2 separate regions of the Sus scrofa genome follow, and region 2 is linked to region 1. A link is a contact called in public Hi-C data. All regions are on one chromosome and are shown on one strand. The core of a region is the stretch at or near the end of the contact, and the rest is flanking DNA. Distances in the headings are between cores, read along the strand shown. Region 1 overlaps FOXP1 (forkhead box protein P1). Region 2 overlaps FOXP1 (forkhead box protein P1).

The links. Hi-C and Micro-C count contacts between places; a contact is called where the count stands out from the background.
Region 2: a Hi-C map of embryonic fibroblasts shows a contact between it and region 1, with 2.9 times the contacts expected there. The contact joins two enhancer-like sites. A contact is called at or near these places in 2 of 47 Hi-C or Micro-C datasets (embryonic fibroblasts and fibroblasts) and 1 of 2 datasets of contacts at active chromatin or transcription factors (skeletal muscle).

What each region holds. Positions count from the first base shown.
Region 1 is chr13:52,568,132-52,572,214 of Sscrofa11.1, reverse strand. The region is part of intron 6 of FOXP1 (forkhead box protein P1); the gene reads left to right. Among named protein-coding and RNA genes, the nearest start is that of FOXP1, 400 kb to the left of the region's middle. Within about 2 kb of position 2,279, at least 5 of the 83 cell types and tissues checked have an H3K27ac peak or open chromatin away from gene starts, as enhancers often do. A contact at or near this core is called in embryonic fibroblasts, where this site is marked.
Region 2 is chr13:52,892,377-52,896,683 of Sscrofa11.1, reverse strand. The region is part of intron 2 of FOXP1 (forkhead box protein P1); the gene reads left to right. Among named protein-coding and RNA genes, the nearest start is that of FOXP1, 80 kb to the left of the region's middle. Within about 2 kb of position 1,908, at least 8 of the 83 cell types and tissues checked have an H3K27ac peak or open chromatin away from gene starts, as enhancers often do. A contact at or near this core is called in embryonic fibroblasts, where this site is marked.

The DNA of each region.
Region 1 (4,083 bases), core at 1,030-3,529:
GAGATGTGATTGCAGCAGCTATTTTATGGCAACTTAAGAGTAGCCATTTAGGGTTGGACAGTTTTCCCTTTATTGCTCTTGTGTTTGGGTACATGGAACTCAGAGACTTAAAACTGCAAACTTTTTCCAGGTGCCCCAAACAGCTGTCACAGACTGACAGGGCTGGGGAAATACCTTCTGTGTTTTCTTAGTATTATGTAACAGGCTCAAACCCTTTCCCAACCAACAAAAATGGGATGTGGATAAAAAGATTTCTGGGACCTTGTGTTTCTTGAGGAAATTGTTCACGCCACTTCACGGATTAATGAGTTCATCCTTTTGAAGCCATTGCAGTCATTTTCATTGTTTTAATATCGGGGAGAGTGGATTCTTCTGCACTAAGAGGGATGAGCCCTGTTGACGAAACGTGCTTGCTCCCTGTGTGGTGTTGTGTGTGATGGTTTTCGTGGCCCACTGGCTTTGCCTACATCCAACAGCACCGCAGTTAACAAAGAACAATTGCTTAGCACTATAAATAAAAGATAGTGTTCACGATGGATTTCTGATGGAACTTAGGGTGGGAGTTTTAAAGATTCATAACCTACAAGTCAAACTATGTACATTTCCCTGACAGCAAAGCACGTGTTTGTTCCCTGTTTGGAAAATACTCTTAACTTTCACGGCTTATTTCGCCGAGCGGTCCGATTTTGCCTGGTCCTTGCTTTTAAACTGTTCAGTCAGCACACATGTTAGCTGGTCAGTGTTAGGAATCAACACGAAACCCCACAGATGAGGCTGCAGCCTATCTTTTTTTAAGTCTATCTTTATCTCTCTCTCACCTTTAAAAACAGACCAGCAGGTCTGCTTTTGGCAAGGACCTTGGAGCCGGCTGAAAAAGCATTTGTCTTCAAAGAAAAGTCAGCTTTGGAAAATCTCCCACTCTGGCGTTTCAGAGGCAAGAGAACCTCAGTTCCTCGAAGGTGTCACCATGGCCACGTCTTTGTTGTCACTGCAAAAAAGAGACGCACTTGGTAGGCTGGAGAAGAAAACCAGGCTATTTCAGTTCCAAGTATGAGGAGCTGAAAAAAAAAAAAACACTTCTCTGGGTGGCTCATAGGCTGGCATCTCTAGCTCCTTTCAAAGTCCACAGTCAGTCCCCTTCTTCCAGGCTTCTCGCAGCCTCAAGCCTTCTCCAGAAGCTTTCATAGAACCTTGGTCTCTCCTAACAATTTTCTATCATGTTTATGTTGGACATTCCTTCTACCCCAGCTCCAGGTGCTGAGCTCCTTCATACCTCTTGTGGGAATGATAAAACTACTTCATTTTGTCCCTTTTACACACATTCATCTGTTCCCACTTGGTTGTACTGTGTCGTCAATTCTCTCCCCCGCCTCGCCCCGCTCCTTCCCCCCAATATATAGATGTGTGTAATTGCATCTATTCTTTTTCTCTGTGGAGTTATAGAATTTTTAAAATTCCTTAGATGATCCAGCTTCACATTTTATGGATAAAGAAACTAAGCTCAGACAAAATAAAGGCTTTGTCTTTTGATTAACTTTTGCATGGACGCCCTTGACGTTTAGAAATAGTCTTCTGGGCTAGGATGGGGGCCCTTGTACGATCTGTCAGGATGGATAAAATTGAAAAGTTCATTCTTGTGGTAACCAGCACCATTAAGAACTAAGTTCAATGTTTAGGATTTATCTGTGTTGCGTGGGGGGCGGGGGGGTGGTGTAGGGAGGTGTATATGTTCATCTATTGTAAAATGTGTTATTGATTATTGGGAGATGGGTATTTTTCTTCACCATAATTTTATTAGAGCAGGGATCAGCAAACTTTTTAAAAGTTACTTTAAACAGTAAACTTTTGGGGCTTTATAGGGTATTCTGTCTCTGTCACAAAAGTTCTTTGTGAAAATAGCCATAGACAGTACATGGGCATTGCTGTGTTCTAATAAAACTTTATTTACAGAAACAGGCTGAGGGCTGCATTTGACCCTCAGGCAGTAGTTTGCTGACCCCTATCCTAGCAGATGAACTGATGGTAGCTCTAGGAAATTGTTTTGATGTAGTCGGTGATGAAATTCCTGTGCTAGTCACACTGTGGTCTAGGATGGATAACTTTTTATTTTTTCACTTTCTTTAAAAAAAAAAAAAAAAAAAAAAAACTTCCCAGCTCCATCCTTCCTGCCACAGTTTGTTTCCCAATTCCCATTCCTTAAAGCCTCATTCACTGTGGTTATTCTGGTTCCTGCAAGCCCACATTTTCTTGAATGCTATTGGGAAAGAAGCTAAGACTTCCCAGAATTTGCCAGCAACCCCTTGTAAGATGACTTCAGCCCTGATCTCCACGTCTCACTCTTATCAGACTTGACCAGAGGTAACCTCTATGATTCCTTCCTAGACAGTCACAGTCTTCAAGAAGTGGGCTAGTATCACCCACATCCCTGCTCTCCTTTGGCCTTTTCTTGGTTTCCTACCTCGAATGTGTAACATCCTGCCTTTGAATCAGGCTTGGTCCTTGTCTGATGTGTGGAGTGTATAGTTTTACTAATAGGATAACAGTTAATATGTAGCACAAAAAAAATCATTCTGTCCCTGCCATTTTTTTTTTTTTTTTTTATGTTGGGCAAAAGAGAAACAAAGGCAAACCAGAAAACAAAGGTTTTTTTTCTTTGGGATGCTTTTCATTCTAGAGACTTTGTAAAGGAGGTCAAATTGGTCAGGAGGGGGTGAAGAGAAGAGGGGATGTCTTTTCTCATCGCTCTTGGTTATATGCTGAATTATTAAATGGAAATTCCAAGGGAGAGAAATGAAGAAGAGCTCAAATGTCTCCCCTGGCTGGTTATTCCTATCAAACCATGTTAAATTCTGGGGAATCTTTAGGGGTATTGACTCATGTTCTTAGGCAATAGATGAGAAACTCCTTCTGTGGGAGAAAAAAAAAATAGATGACGCCTTGATCAAAAGGAAAAAAGAAGTGACCTCTTAAGTTTGGCAAATGCAAGGGCTCTGCAAATATGGTCCAAGAACATTGATGGGAGTAGCAGCCAGACTGGGTTTGAGTCTTGCTACTATAATTCACTCTTGATTTGTAGCAAGTCACTAACTCTTGGAGCCTCTGGAAACGAGTTCTTTTCAAAGGTTCCTTTTGCTTCTAAAATTGCACTCTGTTTCTTCTCTCATTCATTTCTGATTAAATTAGAAACCATGCTCTACTTGAGATATTTGGTTCTTTGCTGACTTTTGGAAAGTACAGTAGTGAACAAATCACAGTAGGCACTCTAGACCTTGATTTATTTATTTATTTGGCCACACCCACAGCATGCACAAGTTCTCAGGCCAGGGAGTTGAACCTGCACCACAGCAGTAACCAGAGCCACAGTAGTAGACAATGCCACATCCTTAACTGCTAGGCCACCAGGGAACTCCTCCAGGTCTTTAAAATGTGGCCTTGCAAGCAAGGATATCCTTTAAAAAGCCGTAAGTGAATCAGAAAGGAAGAAGGAAGTTAGAGGAGACCCTCATTTTGAAGACAGATCCAATCAACCGATTTGGGGTGCGAGACTTAGGGAGTAGTGTCCATGTCCTGCCACCTTGTGGCTCTGTGACCTTAGGCAGTTGCTTAGTCTTGGTTTCTTCATCTGTAAGATAAAAGTTAATAATAACTGTCTTGTACATGTCAGAGGGGCATTAGGGGAAGCAAAGGAGGTATTTCAGGTGAAAATGTTTCATAAGCAATGAAATATTATACAAATACAAGATGTTGTCATTATTGAGATGTGTTTTTCATTTGTGTTACATTCTTGCAGGCCTCCCATGTTTCCAAATGTGATGCCTTTCCCCTGGGGTCACTCACGGTCCATGACTCTGCAGTTTTTGTCCCTTGCGATTTCTCTACCTTGGAATTTCCATTTAATAATTCAGCATATACCCAATAGCAATGAAAAAAGCAGGCACCTACGTATTTTTCCAAGGTTTAGATTTTTCTCCTTTTTTTTCTTTTAGCACAGTGTATTAAAAAACTTCCAGTTTTTATTTAACATAAAAGGCACTGTATGTACATTTTCTTTTCTTTAAAAAAAATGGAGGACTATCCTAGAGC
Region 2 (4,307 bases), core at 659-3,158, 320 kb before region 1:
TATGTGTTAACGCCTGTTTCAGAAGGAAGATGAGTTCTAGGCATGTTGAGTCTGAGATGGCTAGACATCAGAGAACATGCTGTGGAGGCAGGTAGGTACCCAAGTCTGGAGTTGAGGACAGAGATGTGGGCTGGGCTCGGAGCCTGGGAGAGCTGGAAATGCCTGGTAACTGTTGCCAAGGCTGATTATTTTCATGTTATCCTGAAACTGACCTACTGGTTGCTCCGAGATTCTCCTGTGCGCTGCTAATCTTATGTGCTTCCCATGAAGGAGATGCTCAGTTTGGCTCTTGAAGGTGATGCTTCCTTGGTGCTAAGTGGCTGCTCTTGGACTTTGCGGTGTCCAGGTGCTAGCTGTGTTCCCTTGAAGGAAGCTCTCGGAATCTCAGAAAGCCTGAGCTAAACCTGAGGTGGAGATGTCTTTCGTTCTAGAAGAAGAGTAGGTACTTGGTTGTGGGCAGAGTGAAACTGGAATCCGAGTTGGCTGACTCCCTGTCCTGTTCTCTTTCTGCTTCAGTGAGCAGTGACCAGCTCCTGTGTGAAGAGGCAGTCAGAAAATTGGGTAGTGCAGGGTTTTTGCTGCTTGCATCTGCTTGTCCATCTTTTATCACCCAGGAAAAGTTAGGTGGTGTTCTAGAATGAAGATTACTGTTGCTTTTCAGTTTTAATTATTTTATTCCTTGAGTGTTTCTCAACAGGGACAAAGTAGTCTTCAGGAACATTCGTGTGATGCTTTTGGTAACAAAGCAGTAAGGTGATAGTCGGGGAAGGTAAAGGATTCATTTTCAGCTGGGGATTTTTTTCATCTCTGTCCCTACAGGAGGGGAAAGATGCAGCCAGTGCTTTTGGCTTTCTTCCTTACTCTAGGGGGTCACCTGCTCCTGTACTTTCTCCTGAGACAGAGCCTGGGCTGTTCTGCCTGTGCCTAGCCAAGATAAGAGGACATTTAGGGCCAGGTGTGTGACCCTGCTCTAAGCCAGGTGCTGGATCCTGTCTCTGAGGCACCACTGGGAGGCAATATAGCACAATTTGAACTAGATTCAAATCCTGGTTGCTCCACTTAATTGCTCTGTGACCTTGGGTGGTTACTTAACATCTCTGAGCCAGTTTCCTTTTTTGAAAAAGATAGAGTCCTACATTAGAATACTGTCCTTGGGGAGCCAAATGAGAAACGTGCATGTCAAGGGCTGGGCACTGCCCTTGGCACAGAGTCAACGTCAAAATAATGGGAGCTGTTGTTATCATCATCATCATGGCTGGCATCTTCCGTGATTCCTACCTGAGGCTTAGGCCAGTTTTGTTAAGATCAATTTAGTTTCCAAAAAAGATGTGCTAATTGGATTATTACATTTTCATGGCTTTTATATTTATATATCTGTGCATGGCTTTGGAATCTACACATGTATATATTTATCCATTCAAGTTTCTCTTTTAAAAATCTGTAAGAATTATATTTTTGAGTCATTGAGCCATGAGGAAATTGTTTTTCAAAAAAAGATTGCTGTAAGTGATCATTATGTAGGCCATCAAAATGGAGACTAATGGGGGAATGCATGTTCGAGGAAAAAAAGAACCGGAGAGGAGCTTGATGTTAACACGGGGCCAGTAGTAGAGTGTGGAGCGTTATAGCCTGGACATTTAAAAATGTATTAGCACTTGCCTGCCTTGTTTCAGGGTTGGATGGCACAGACAAGGCTGTCTTGGGGTGGGGCTAGATATTTTTTTGATTAATGCTACAACTTGTAGACTTGTCATCAGGAGAGGCTTATCAGCAGCTTTTCACAATCTGACATTCCACTCGGAATGCCCCGATGGAGGAAAGTTAGCACTCTGAATGCTTTTACAGTTGAATTCCACACACATGAATTATGACAAGTGAGGCGACTACTCTGTGGTTTGTTGTGTCTGGTCTGGTTCCTACTTTTAAAGTTGCAGTTGCGTTGGGTCATTTGAAGCTTATTTTCACAGTCTGGCCAAGCCAGCAGGGTCCCGGGGCTCGGTAGGGGACATAAACCGCCAGCCTTTAAGTTAGCGTGCTCAGTAGATAAGCATTTCAAGACTTCATTGCATCATACAAAAGGACTTATGGGCTTATTTAACATACACTATTTGACTTCATTTAGATATTTAATGGAAAGAAAAGCCTTTTATTATCACCGAAGGAAAGAGCTGCCAAACGTCGTGAGGCTCTGTTGAAGTATTACAACGGATGTATAGAGCGCAAATATATTTCACTGCCTTACATAATGGAGTGTTTAATAATAGTTGTTTCTTTAAATTTAGCACATGTATCTTAGATATTTGCACTTGGCAAATTATATGCTGTGGTGTAAGAAACTCCATTTTGTGTGTGTGTTTTCAAAACCAGTTTTAATGAAGTATGGACTGATTTTTACAAATGACCGTCAGCTGTGATTTATATGTATTTCACGAGCCCAGACTGGGGCGTCCGTACCGGGAATGAACACTTTGCCTCCTGTCTTTGCACAGATGGAAATGTGAGCAGTAGCCGGCTACGCTGACCTGCTTGGCCATGGCTTTTGCAAGTGTTTCGTTTGCAGGGCATTGGCATTTGGATGTGGGTCGGGGGTCTGGGTGGAGTGGGGAGAGCCCATTACACTGTGGCAAACCCCGAGGTTTGCCTGTGTGTCTGTGTCATCCACAGGAACTGCGTCTGCTCAGATTGCCAGGTCCCAGGATCAACTCACCTTGAGGTGTACTCTTGTTCTTCCAGGACACGGGGAGCTGTTAGGGACTGAATTGTGTTCCTTCCCCCCAAAGTTCCGATGTTGAATTCCTAACCCCCCAGAACCTCAAAATGTGACTGCGTTTGTAGACGGGGTCTTTTAAGAGGTAATTAAGTTCAGATGAGATTATTAGAGTGTAGCCGAATTTAGTATGATCAGTGTCCTTTAAGAGGCAATGAAAAATAAATAAATAAATAAGAAAGGGAGTTCCTGTCATGGCTCAGTGGAGGCAGATCTGACTGGTGTCCATGGGCATGCGGGTTCGATCCCTGGCCTCAATCAGTGGGTCGAGGATCCAGCGTTGTCGTGAGCTGTGGTGTAGGTTGGAGACGGAGCTTGGATCCCTTGTTACTGTGGCTGTGGTGTAGGCTGTTGGCTGCAGTCCCAATTAGATTTGACCCCTAGCCTGGAAACTTCCATGTGCCATAGATGTGGCCCTAAAAAGCAAAAAAAGAAAAAAAGTCAGTAATAAAAAAGGAAGAGGCGATGAGGACACCGACATGCATGTGGAGCAGACTGTTGGAAGACGCAGGGTAAAGACAGCCAGCCAGAAGCCAGGGACGGAGACCTCGGAGGAAACAGCTCTCTGGAACCTTGAACTCTGGCTTCCAGACTCTAGAACAATGAGAAAATAAAATTCTGTGGTTTAAGCCACCTAATCCAGGTTTCTTAGTTATGGTACCTTGAGCAAACTAACATAGGAGGCCATCAGAATCTACAGGAGGGCATGTGACATTTGAAAAAGTCTAGTCCATATTATATTCCAGGGTTTACATTTGGAAAATGATGGCGCGAAAACCTTGACAGGGAAGAAAACCTGTAAAGCTTGGCCAAATCCATGTGGCAGGGAGCATTGTGTTAGTGCATGCTCAGGTACAGCTGGCCTGCTCTTTGCCATGATGTGACTTAAGCTTTTTCGACTTTATGATGGTTGCAAAAGCATCCTCATTCAGTAGAAAATGTCCTTTGAATTTTGAAGTTCGGTCTTTCTCTAGACTCGCATAGGCGGTGCAGTCCTCTCTGGTGATGCTGAAGAGAGGCCAGGCTCTGGTCAGCAACGCCATCATGAGGGTAAACCACCAATACACTTAGAACCGTTCAGTGCCCAGACAGCCATTCTTTAGTCCTTTAGCCCTTTCACTACAGTCTTCAGTATATTACTTGAGATATTCAACACTTAACTATAAAATAGCCTTAGTATTGGATAATTTTGCTCAATTGTAGGCTAACGTAAGTACTCTGAGCATGTTTCAGGTAGTTGAGGCTAAGCTGTGATGTTCTGTAGGTTAGTTGTATTAAATGCATTTTTTTATGAACACCCCCATGGCATGTAGAAGTTCCCGGGCCAGGGATTGAATCTGAGCCACAGCTTCGGCCTATGCCACAGCTGCAGCAATGCTGGATCCTTTAACCCCCTGCACTGGGCCAGGGATGGAACCCGAACCTTTGCATCCACTCGAGCTGCTGCAGTCAGATACTTAACTGACTGCACCACAGCGGGAGCTCCTTAAATGCATTTTTGACTTCCAGTGTTTTCAGTTGACAGGGGTTTATTGGGATG